3 separate regions of the Mus musculus genome follow, and all the other regions are linked to region 2. Evidence: chromatin contacts called from public HiChIP or PLAC-seq data. All regions are on one chromosome and are shown on one strand. The core of a region is the stretch at or near the end of the contact, and the rest is flanking DNA. Distances in the headings are between cores, read along the strand shown.

Region 1 (3,671 bases), core at 28-2,527, 210 kb before region 2:
ACCTGACACCAGACGTTTCTAGAAGCCTCCACAGTTCAGGTCATTTCCCTACGCCAGGAAAGAGAACTTTCTTTCCTACTGTTAGTAACAAACAAACCAAACAAAGGGCATTGCTCATTAACTCATTATGTACACACGCGAGCGCACACACACATTCATACACATTCACACAAACACACAGATACACTTATACACACTCACACACACACACATATACATACACAAACACTCATATCCACACTTACACAAAAGAAAACAAAAACTTATTATTCTTTAAAGAAAGAAAGAAAGAAAGAAAGAAAGAAAGAAAGAAAGAAAGAAAGAAAGAAAGAAAGAAAGAAAGAAGAAAATATCACTTTCTTCAAGGGTTAAATAATGGGATCTCACTAGGAATATCCAGAAGGTTCTGTCTCTTTGCCCTGAAAACTCTGCTCATCCTTTTGTTTCTTGCAAGCTTTATCTTTGGCCCCTGGGGTCTCCTGTAAGAGATACTTTAGAAAACAGAGAAGTTGTGGCCAGCTGCTGGCTTCCTAGTATTTTCCCCTCTAAGGCATTTCCCTAAACTCCTTAAAGTCCCCCCTTTATACAAAGTGAGGATTTGTTCTCTCTACACAGACAGTCAAGAAGTCCCCCTAGAAAGCAGTTTTCGCTACTGTAGCTGTTTGGAATTGGCTCCACAGACGTAAACAGGGTCAACTGGGGCCAGAGAGGGTGGCTGTTTCGTTTTAAAGCTCTGGTTAAGAGTGAAAACATGTGACTCCAGCTCGGCCAGAAACAAGGCAGCCTTTGTGTACACTGCAGCAGAGCCAGCAAGTGTGAGTGAGTGGCAGTCCTGAGGCTACACACATGGGCAGGCACAGAAGGCTGGTTCAAAGGCTCTGGTGGGATGCTACTAGGGGCAGGTTAACTCTTTGTTGGAAGGTCTATGCGTTATTGAGGAGCCAAGCAGGTATTTCTTGGGGTGGGGGGCAAGACAGAGACAGAGAGACAGGGTAGGGGTGAGTGACCTTGCAAAGGGACACAGTATCCCTATACCCAGCTAAGAGGCAGCCCAAAGCCATTAGAGAAATGTCTGGGGTGGTTTGAAAGATTAACCACAGCATGCCCTTGTCTTCACATGTAAACACTGCAGGCTAGCCCATTCCCAGCATCCCCTTAGCTCGCCCTCTGCTCCTGCATGGCTGGGGACCTGGAGAAGACCTCAGGACAGGCCTAGCCACTCCTTGATTCTTCCCAGGAGTGGAAGGGTGATTGTTGGCAAGCCACTGCCAGACGAAGTGTCAGTCCACTGACTCAGCCTACCCTGGCTGCACCCTCAGGCACCAGCAGCCATGTGCACTGGGCTTCACCAAGGTAGAAAGGACCCTTGAAAACTCTGCCTGTGACCTCCCACACAAGGCAGGTGGCCCGCCATCCTGTGCTGCTGATAGCTGCTTACTGCTCCCGTGGCTAGTGTGCCCTTCCCCCAGCTGCATCTCAGCCCAGAACTCCAAGCCCTCTTGCTTGGAGCCTTGTGGCACCAGGAAGAAAGGAAACAGCTTAGTTTTGTCATACAAATCCCGGGCTCCTGGACTATATAGGGAGAAGGGAAGATGGTGGTGATGGTCTTATTGAACACCACACCATTAGCACTTATGAGGTTACTCTCAGGATGAGTTTTCATTGCCTTTTTCTAGAGATTTCTGAACTCCTGGTCAGAGTCAAGGTCTTTGCTAGGGGGTGGAGCTATGGTGAGGAATGAGACCAGTTATCACAGGTCCCATCAGGCCCCTCCAGGGCCCTCTTGTCTATCTAGGTATGTCCAGAGCCACTCACCCAACCATAGCTATTGGTGATCAAGAAAATAGTACCTAGCTGGGCACAGTGATAGACACCTTTAATCCCAACATTCAGGAGGCAAAGGGTGGTGGGTATCTGAGTTCAAAGCCAGCCGGGTCTATATAGTGAGTTCTAGGACAGCCAGAGCTCCATAATGAGACCTTGTCTTAAACACTGTCCCCAAAGGAGAATGGTGTCAGACGTTAGAGAGATGACTTACTAGTTGGAGGTACATGCTTCTCTCGCAGGTGATCCAGGTTCTGTTCCAAGCACCTACAAAACTCCAGTTCTAGGGGAGCTGGTGCCCTCTTCTGGCTCCTGTATACTAGGCACATACCAGTGCACATACATTACACAGAATAAAAGAGATAAATTTGGAAAGGAAAGAGGGGAGGGGGAAGGAAAGGGGGAGGAGAGAGAGAGAGAGAGAGAGAGAGAGAGAGAGAGAGAGAGAGAGAGAGAGAGAGAGAGAGAGAGAGAGCCATCACTCTTTTCTTTGGGGAAGGATCATTGAAGTTTCATGCTTGGAATGGCCAGCTGTGGGACATTGACTGGATCCTGGCCCTGGTGTCAGCAAAGAGACTTCTTCCTAGCTTTGATCTTACCAGACTTGGGGGCTGGAAGGTTCTCTGTGATTCTGTTTAAAATAATGCCCATTTCACTCGAGTATATTCACATTTTTTCAGAGCTTCTGAAATTGGTGCCTGGGGCTCATCGGCACTTGGTAAATGTGTGTTAGAAATGAGGTGACCACCAGGCATTGAACCTTCTCCACTTCAAAGTCAGAATCATCGGGCATAACCCTGGGCTCACTCGGGTGACAAACAAGAAACTTATATCAGGGACACGCAGACCTCCTGGCCTCTGCCTGTACCTGCTATGGGTCTCCCATAGCCTCAGGCCATGTTTTCCTATACTTTCAAGGTCTGATTAGTTCCCAGACACTAATTTAGGATGAGCCTTGAAACAACATGATCAGAACTTCCTTGCTGTGTTTATGGGAAGGCACCCCTCTTTAAGTTGGATAAGAGTGCTATAAAGACTGGCCACAAATACCCTGTCTGGACTGGAGTCGTGGCTTCTGAAAGAACCAGCCCATTGTCATGGCTTTGGTCTCTGAGTGTGTGGACAGGAAGTGTGGGCCCCTTACATCAGGAATGCAGTCTGATAAACACAAGTCTCCAGTGATTGCACAATTCTCCTTCACGGTACACAGAGGGTGAGGCACACAGGATGCAGAAGCAACATCTCTCAGTGTGGATAAAGGGAAGGATGGAATGAAGAAGGTTTCCTTGTGCTTCTAAGCCTCTGTGGTGCTTTTTTTTAGGCTTGTTGCTTTACAATAAGGTAGTCTTTATTATGTGTAAAAATCTCTCTTAGCTGGGCACAGTGGTGAAGGACTTTAATCCCAGCACTCAGGAGGAAGAATTCCAGGCCAGTCAGGGCCATGGCAAGACCTGTTTCAAAACAACAACAGAACCGTGTGTGTGTGTGTGTGTGTGTGTGTGTGTGTGTGTGTGTGAGAGAGAGAGACAGACAGACAGACAGACAGACAGACAGACAGACAGACAGACAGAGACAGAGAGAATCTCACTAAGTGTTGTCTCAATCCATTTACCTCAGCCTTCCCAGTGCTGGAATTACAGGTTCACACCAGCCATGCCCCCAGCTAATTGCCTGAAATTTTATATATAAATCCTTGAGTTTAGACACACTCTGTGTCTTTTTCCTGGGGAGATGATCAATATTTTGTTTTAGTACAAACAAAAGAATGCAAGACTCTTCCACCCTCAAAGAAACCAATGGACAAAACAGTGGACAAATAAGCCTAGTCCTACCCACTGACAGATGAG
Region 2 (4,187 bases), core at 897-3,396:
GAGGTATTGGGAGATTTCAAGCAAGCCAGCCCCAATACATGGAGGAGGGTCTCCCCAAATCATCAAAAAGGTCACCAGAGAAAGAATAAGTGTCAAGTTCTGTCAGGCTTAGAAACTCCAAGCCAGCAGTCGACAGCATATATTCAAGAAAGAACTCTCATTCTTCCTTGCGCCCCACGTAGGAAGCCCTGGAAGAGAAAGAACGGAGGACCCCCCTTTCCAGGAAGCCTGCAGTTGCCCCCACCTCATCCTGGAAGGAGAAGGGCAAAATGCAAGCCAAAGCACGGTTAGAGCTTCACTTCTAATGTGTTCCTAGAAAAGGACTGGGCGTTGTGGGGACCCCTGGACTATTGCCTAAGGGTGAAGGTCATGTCTGAGAGCTTGCTGAGTTTCTTTCTATAGCCAGGAAAGGTTTCCCCTCTAAGTACGTTCTGAAGGGGCTGTGGGAGACTAGACAGAGTCAGGTTTGGTTCTATCCTTTCTACTACAGTTATCAATATAGAGCCATATATCTACTAACTGTGCCAAAGCTATCCAAGAGCAAAACCTGGTTCATAGGTCATGTGTCCCATGCCTGGGCTTGGGACATTCTTGCTCATGCAAGTCAGAGTTCAGGGACCACACAGCACTCTGGGTTGGGGAAGGGAATTGGTCAACCAGACACACAGGTTGGAGAAAGAATCACATGCCTTATCCCTGATGACCTACAGCCCCCCTCAGGTTATACAGGCTTCCCAGAGGAACTGAGAGAGTCACTTCACTTTTCATTGTGAGTCATTTTCCTCCTTCCATAGACTCTGAGACACGCCACATCACCACCATGTCACCAGCATGCCACCACCATGCCACACCAACCAAAACTTCTAGAGACCAACTTCTAGAGAAACAGAAAGCATTTCATGCCAGGGCCCCATCCCCACAGTTTTGACAGCCAGATGCCTTAACGTAACAAAGCCCTGAAGGGTCTAGCTTCAGACTCCCCTCAGTTCATAGAGAAACTAGACTAGCCAATCCAGGGAGCTGAAGTAATTGTAGGTGACCTCCTAAATGTCATGCGCTGTTGAGAACATCAGGCCTTCCTGAGGCCAGGCTAGAGCACTCTTAAGGAGGCCTATCCCTCTCTGAGTGACAGTTCTCATTTTATTCTTCTTAGACCAAAAGATTCTATGGTTAGTGGCTGTGTCTTCAGCCCAGAAGGACCAGAGACGAGTTAGGAAGGCGCAGACTCTGGGCTGGGGTGCAGATGGTCTTCCCTCCCCGGCCGGATGACAGGTTGGCAGGTAATAGAAGGCTGAGCTGAGCTGAGCCACCATGGGGGAAGCAGAAGTCAGTAAGTTCCTTCTCAGACCCCAGTCTTTGAGCCTCCCGTTTTCAACTGGATCCACGGCCCTTTTGTAACTCTTGCCACAGTAGTAGCTTGAGATAGAATATGGCTTCCCTGGGACAGGACACAGTTTGTTCTGCACACTGGGATGGTGCAGCTGGTTATGGGCCTCCTGCCAGAGCAAATTTGGGGTGTCCGTGCTGGGAAGAGGACCTGACTGACCTCTCTTCCTGATCTCAGCTGAGGTGGGAGGAGAGGGACATGCATTCCCCCTACCAACACTGAAGTTACTAGAAACAAACCTTTATCATCTTCGGGGATTTGAAAAGGGCAAATCAGGTCCAAAGATTTCTGACTCTGACTCCCCCCCACACACACACACAAACACACATAGCCCCCTCTCTTATTCCCAAACACAGAGGCTTCCTTCCCTACAGCAGCCAGGAGCACCCACCCTCACCCCAGACTTGTTTATCTAGATAGACTGTTGTGACAGACACATAGGCGCCTGGGTGCTGGGAAGACATAAACCAACCCTCCGTTCTGCAAAGCTCCCAAGCAGCCCAGCCCCCACCGTCCCGGGGGCTGGGGATTTGAGGGGGGGGAGGCGAACCCTACTCACATCGTCCCACTTGATGAAGCGCTCCCCTTGGCTCAGATATGCCTTCACGTTAGGGGGCAATAGAACAGGGTTGAGCAAAGACATGATGTCAAGTGTCCCTCTTTGGAGAGGTTGGGCAAACCTCTCCAGGGGACAGGAGAAGAGAAGGAAGAAGGGTGAACAGGAGAGGAAGCTTAGGCTAGGCTCACATGGCACCCGCCCAGTACTGGTCCGGAAGTCGGGTGCTCTTATAGCCTGCGGGGTGGCAGTAGCTGGATGCAGGACTCAGAGCTTCAGGCCAGGGCCCAGTTGATCTGCCTTGTAAATCAGCCTCCTCCTCCTCCTCCTCCTGAAGCCGGGGGCTGCAGTAGCTGTTTTGCCCAAGGGGGCTGAGCTCCCCTCCTGGGAGTTCCTCCCCCACCCCCTGCCTCAGCACTTCCTGCTCTGGGCTTCCTTCTCTGGGCTGCTGTGAACTGAGGGGCGGGCTATGAGATCTAGAAATGTTGGGGCCAGGACCCCGTTACAAAGACAGGCTTTACTCAGATTTACACACCCCCCCCCCCCGCCAATGGAAGAAAGTGATATATCATGGAGGGGGGTGGGAGATACCATTCCTGAGCCTTGGGCTGAGGCAAGAACACAAACAGTTCTTTAGGAAAAGGGTCCTCCACAGAGCAGGGGTTCTGTCCTCAGAGGGCGGGATCTGGAAGTGGGAGTCAGGGATGGGCCGGGTCCCAGCTGGCACTGAGTGTTTTGAATAAGCAAAGTCTCTCGGACACCCAGCTCCTCTTTCTCAGTGCTTCCTCCCCATGAAAATGAGAGCCAGGTGAGGCAGTATGCCTCTCACCCATGACACTTCTCTGCATCTTTGAACCTTTCAATGAATACCTAAAAACTCCACTGCCCAGCAGCTGCCTCACAGCCTAAGAGGCCCTTTGCTGCCGCCAGCACTGGAGTGTTCCTTCATGCACTGTGTTGCCTCACACACAGATCCTGGAGGAGAGAGGTTCTGAGAGGCAGACCAGAGCCTGCTCTAGCCCCCTGTTCAGGGTTTAGCCCACTCTAACCCAGTTCGGTTCTAGGTGTTGTGATCCTTACATCGTCCATATCTATCCCAGAGGCTCAGTTCCAGCCCAGCTCAGGCCCCAGTCACTTCCTCTTACCTAATAATGCACTCTTATCAAATGGCTTAGCACCGTTGGGGAGGCTAGAAGCTTAACCCATGATTTCCTTCCCCTCTGAGGCCCTGGCCTTCTGCAACAGGTCCCATCAGGGGTCTGTGTGCCACCCCTGACAACTGTGAACTACCCTCTCCAGGCCCTGGAACTACTGGCTAGGAGCCAGTGCATGAGAGTAGGGGCGGGCAAGAGAGAACAGGTTTAGATGAACAGGTTAGTTAGGGTTAGTGAGAATCAAAAGGTAAACTGTGGGTCTCTGGCACTAGAGGGATGGGGTCAGGAGTTCAAGACTAGGCTACAAGAGAGCCTGCCCACCTCCCACCCCACCCCCAATAAAAGTAGTGAACTTCTCAAAGAAAGCTAGCTTAGAAATTAATTGTCCCCAGAAAAGCAATTCTAAGACCAGATCTGAATGAACGGCCTGGAAACCGGCTCCCAAACTCCTGCAGGTGACAGGTGTTCCAACCCCTCCCTCAGTGTCTCTCCTCAAGCCCTGCCTTCAGCCTTGGATCTCCCTGGGAGACTCCTGGGAGCCCCTGCACATCTGGCTGTCTCTGTGGGATCAGGTTTCCTGTCTGTTTGAATGAATTTTGCAAGGGAAATCCCTGCCCCTTCCCAAAGCCTACACCTGTCACCTGCACGGAGCTAGTCCCCATTTCCAAGTTCCTCCTTCCTGTCTTGCCTGCAGCCATAGGCCTGGAAGAAAGCCTAGAAGGGAGGAGGGGTGTCTCTGTTCCTCCTTCAAAGAATTCTGGGTTCTTTGCACCTTCCATCTCTGGCCCTAAGCCCACAGAAGAGAAACTTTATATCCATACCCATTGATGGCATCCCCTGGACAGGCTCTGGGATTCCTGACTGTAGTAACATCAGTGGCGCTCACCTGCTAAATCTGGATGCCAGCCAAAAGAGCAGCAAGCTATTTGAAAGACCTTTACTGAAGAGGGGTTTCCTCTTTTAAAAATATATATACATTGCCCAGCATGGCAAAACACGTCTGTAGTCACAGCTCTTTGGGGGACAAGCTGGAAGATTGTTAGAACGCTGGAGTTCAAGTTTTAAAAATATTAAGTTGACAAAGGAAGAA
Region 3 (3,717 bases), core at 180-2,679, 230 kb after region 2:
AGGGGGAAAAAGAGGGGGGATCTGATTTGGAATGGTAAACCAAAATACCAAAAACACCCAGGTTGCTTCTGTTCCCTTATGTAATCCATGCGCAAAATAAGCCTGCACACTATTTTACTGGCCGAAGTCCTGAAGACAATTTAGGAACCACTAGAAAAGGCCAGACAGGACAACTGTAATTAAAACAGGCTAGTGACTGGTTAGGACTATTAGACCAGTCACTTGGGCTTCACAGCTTGTAAGCAAGTAAATGAAAAAGAGTCAAGCTTTCTACTGAGTTCTACCTTTGTGTAGCCAAGTAGAAGATGAAGCATATCACCCCAACCAATAAAGAAAATAGAAATGATGGAGCTGAGGGTGTAGCCCAGTGGTAGAGCATGCACGAGGCCCTGAGGCCAATCACCAGCACAGCTAAAAGAGAAGAGAGAAAAGAAAGAGGGACAGAAATGGATGGGGTGAGTGGAGCTGAACCCTAAGCCCTGGCAGCTACTGATCTCATCCAGCCTGAAGCAGGGGCAGTCCACATCCCCGCCTGTGGACTTATGGGCCACCAACTTGCAGGAAAGATTTAGAACAGACCATCCCAGGGAGCTGGGGAGATATGAAAAGCCAAACCCTCAAACCCTGTAAGAAATGGGAAACATTTATGTATTACTACACGCCAGGGATGGTCCTGGCCTATTGTGTGTAATCTCTCTTCATCTTCATTTAAAACTCTCCAAGTGCTGGGCAGTGGTGGCGCACACCTTTAATCCTAGCACTTGGGAGGCAGAGGCAGGCAGATTTCTGAGTTCGAGGCCAAGCAAATGCAGTCATCACAACTATTTTATAGACAAGGAAAGTGAAGCCCACAGCGGTTTAGTAACTCCTGCCCAAGGCCGCAAAGCTAGCAAACGGATGAGCTGGGATTTAAACCCTGGCCATTTGGCTCCAGGACCTTCTCTCTTAAACACTGGATTGATTATACTGTCTTTTTTATAAAAAAAGCCATAGGAGGCCATCAAGATGGCTCAGTGGGTGAAGGCATTTGCTGTCAAACCCAAAGGATCCTGATCTACAGAATCTTAGTCCTAGTCCGGCAACCCACGTGGTGGGACTGACTGGGAAAATAATGAGTGTCCTAAAATAATGTTAAATGTGTGCATTGTCTCAAGATGTTAACACATAATTGTCTTCACAAAGACGCTGGAGGTGGTGTGTGTGTGTGTGTGTGTGTGTATGTGGTTAGCTAGCAACAAGGAGAGCCCAGGACCATCAGCTCCCGAGGCTCTTCCCTAACAAAGCAGCCAAGGCAGAGAGCAGGAAGAACTACACCCCCACCCCCACCCCCACCCCTTGCTTGCTCTCTCCCTCTCCCTACTTCTCAGACACAGGCAGGAGCCAAAGCCAACACGTGGGTTTTGCCTCTGCTGTGTGTTCCCTTTTTTCTTCCCCATTGGTCTTTCACTCTGACCCTTAGGCCCAGGCAGTTTCTGGAAACATCCTCTATCTCTGGGGATAAATACTCCTTTGCCTTTTTTTTGCCCCCTGACCTTATCTTCAGTTCCTTAGCTAGGGGGTTTTCCCTCTGCAACCCCTGTGGGGGAATTTTGTGGTTGTAATTTGTATTGTCCCATTCTCAGGTCAGGTGGTCCTGACTCTGCTCCAGGGTTAGCCCCTTGCCTGGTTAGTTTGCTGTCTTCCCTAGGTAAAGAACGGCTCTCCCAGCAGAGTCCAGGTCATCTGTTCCATCCCACACATGGCCGGTCTGCTTTGTTGGTCTGCACTCCCTGTTCTCCTCCGGAGATATGCAAACCCTGGTATCTTCCTAACCCCAGTTATACTGTGGTGTCCTTGACAAATAGAAGTTTGTATAGCAGGGTAGGGGTGCACGACCGTGGCCTTGGCAGTTTGGAGGCAGAGGCAAGAAAGATGATCAGGATTTGGAAGCCAGCTTGCTACAAATCGAGATACTGCCGCATAAAAGCATGTGCTCACGTGTATATGTATGTGTAGCGTGGCATGATAATAATATACGTTATTACCACAATCAAACTAATTAACATATTTACCATTCTCATATACCTTGTGTGTGCGGTAAGAACACAAGATCTACTTTCAAATGTAGAATGTGTAGAATGTATGGACATTATCCTTGTTATTAGTGGCAGTTACCATGCTGTATGCCAGAGCCTGGGGTCTTTCGTAAGTTGAAGGAGGAGCTCACAAGTGGGGTGATGCAATCACCAGATGTCTGAGCATAGATAACAGGCACCAACTAACACTCAGGTCAGAATACCCTCTCTGACAGCCACATGCTGTAGGAAGCAGAACATTTTAAGTATGTCCAAGGTGAAGATTTACTTTTGTCTTGTTTTAAGACAAGGTCTCATTATGTAGTTTTGGCTGCCCTAGAACTTGATATGTAGATCAGGTTGGCCTCAAATTCACAGAGATCCACCTGCCTCTCCCTTTGAGCTGGGATTAAAGTTGCTTTTAAGGAAACACCAATGATCTTGCTCTTGTTGAAGCATCTCTGCTGATTGTGATATACTTACCCTTAATAGCACCCAGGAAATAGAGGTCGGTGGATCTCTGTAAGTTTGGGGCCCTGGCCTGACCTACTCACTCTGTAGAGTGAGTTCTAAGATAACCAGGGCTACACGGAGAAACACTGTCTGAAAAAAACAAACAAACAAACAAGAAAAAAGATATTCCTTACCCTTCCAACATTTGTATCAGCTTACTAGGATCTGATTTTTATCTGAGTGTGTGGGTGGGTGGGTGTGAGTGTTTTGTTTGTTTGTTTGTTTGTTTGTTTGTTTCATTTAGCCCAGGCTGCCCTCCAATTGTAGCCTCCTGCCTCCATAAATACGAACACCAGTATAGTATTCTGTGGTGCTAGGGATCAACCCAGGATGTCACAGATGGAGCCAAGAACTTCAGGCATGCTACGTAAGTGCTCTACCAAGCTACAGCCCAGGCCCCAGAATGAAGGTTTTAGATGTCAAAAGTTAGGGTTAAATTTGAGCATATGTACACAGATCAGAAGAAAAAAAAATGTGTTGGTTTCTGTTGCATGCCAAGTGAATGACATCTGGGTCTCCAAATGGGTCAAAATGTCTGAGGTTAGAGATCTATTAAGACTAACAACATAGCCTGCTCTGGCAAAGGATGTCAAAGCCATGACATTAGTGTGTGTTCCAGTCCCCCAAGCCACCTCCCTCCCTTATAGTTCTTAGGTTGAGCATCACATGCCTGTGCCTCCAGAGCAGACTCTGCCTCTTGGCTTTCTGGTGGCCTCAGCACAGTTTGAAGTGTCACAGGCAGTGTTAGGAGCCCCGGGTGCTGATGCATGCTGTGAGTCACAAGGTCTGATGCAAGCATCCATCATGGTGATTAGTCTCCTTTCCTACCACTTCCTCCTAGTAGATCAGCAGGCTAAAACAAGCCCCAGATCAGTAATTGTCTCCCAAACCATCTGCACACACAGATCATGCTGCTTAGGTTTATAGGTGCATACCCAAAATGAAGAGCATTTGTCTTGTTGCCTCCTTGATATATGCGGCAGTCCTTCCAGAATCGGAGCTCAGAGGGTTTTTCTGGGAGGGGCACCAATTCTGCCTTAGTATGTGGGTTTTCATTGACAAACGATAGCTTTCCTTCCATTGAAATATGACACTTGCTTCAGTGAATTATAATGCGGAGGCTTTAACATCTCAGTCGCATGCTCTAATA

Evidence for each region. HiChIP or PLAC-seq counts read pairs in DNA pulled down with a chosen protein or histone mark.
Region 1: a contact with region 2 is called in an H3K27ac HiChIP or PLAC-seq map of microglia, with 4 times the contacts expected there. The contact joins the enhancer-like site here to the promoter of Plcb2 in region 2. A contact is called at or near these places in 4 of 39 promoter capture datasets (the C10 cell line, the HPC-7 cell line and embryonic stem cells), 1 of 115 datasets of contacts at active chromatin or transcription factors (microglia) and 2 of 9 other capture datasets (embryonic stem cells and liver).
Region 3: a contact with region 2 is called in an H3K4me3 HiChIP or PLAC-seq map of bone marrow-derived macrophages, with 2.3 times the contacts expected there. The contact joins the enhancer-like site here to the promoter of Plcb2 in region 2. A contact is called at or near these places in 13 of 39 promoter capture datasets (the 3T3-L1 cell line, 3T3-L1-derived adipocytes, the C10 cell line and 7 more), 1 of 484 Hi-C or Micro-C datasets (nephron progenitors), 4 of 115 datasets of contacts at active chromatin or transcription factors (bone marrow-derived macrophages, embryonic stem cells and large pre-B cells) and 3 of 9 other capture datasets (adipose tissue, liver and pancreatic islet).

What each region holds. Positions count from the first base shown.
Region 1 is chr2:118,519,479-118,523,149 of GRCm38.p6, forward strand. No RefSeq gene overlaps it. Among named protein-coding and RNA genes, the nearest start is that of Gm32684, 22 kb to the left of the region's middle. Within about 2 kb of position 1,278, at least 195 of the 459 cell types and tissues checked have an H3K27ac peak or open chromatin away from gene starts, as enhancers often do. A contact at or near this core is called in the HPC-7 cell line, liver and microglia, where this site is marked.
Region 2 is chr2:118,726,292-118,730,478 of GRCm38.p6, forward strand. Plcb2 (phospholipase C, beta 2) reads right to left here and starts at 2,147. Exons shown (of 32, transcript NM_177568.2): 1 at 1,947-2,147. The coding sequence starts at 2,030.
Region 3 is chr2:118,958,397-118,962,113 of GRCm38.p6, forward strand. No RefSeq gene overlaps it. Among named protein-coding and RNA genes, the nearest start is that of Gm39914, 28 kb to the right of the region's middle. Within about 2 kb of position 1,430, at least 28 of the 459 cell types and tissues checked have an H3K27ac peak or open chromatin away from gene starts, as enhancers often do. A contact at or near this core is called in bone marrow-derived macrophages, where this site is marked.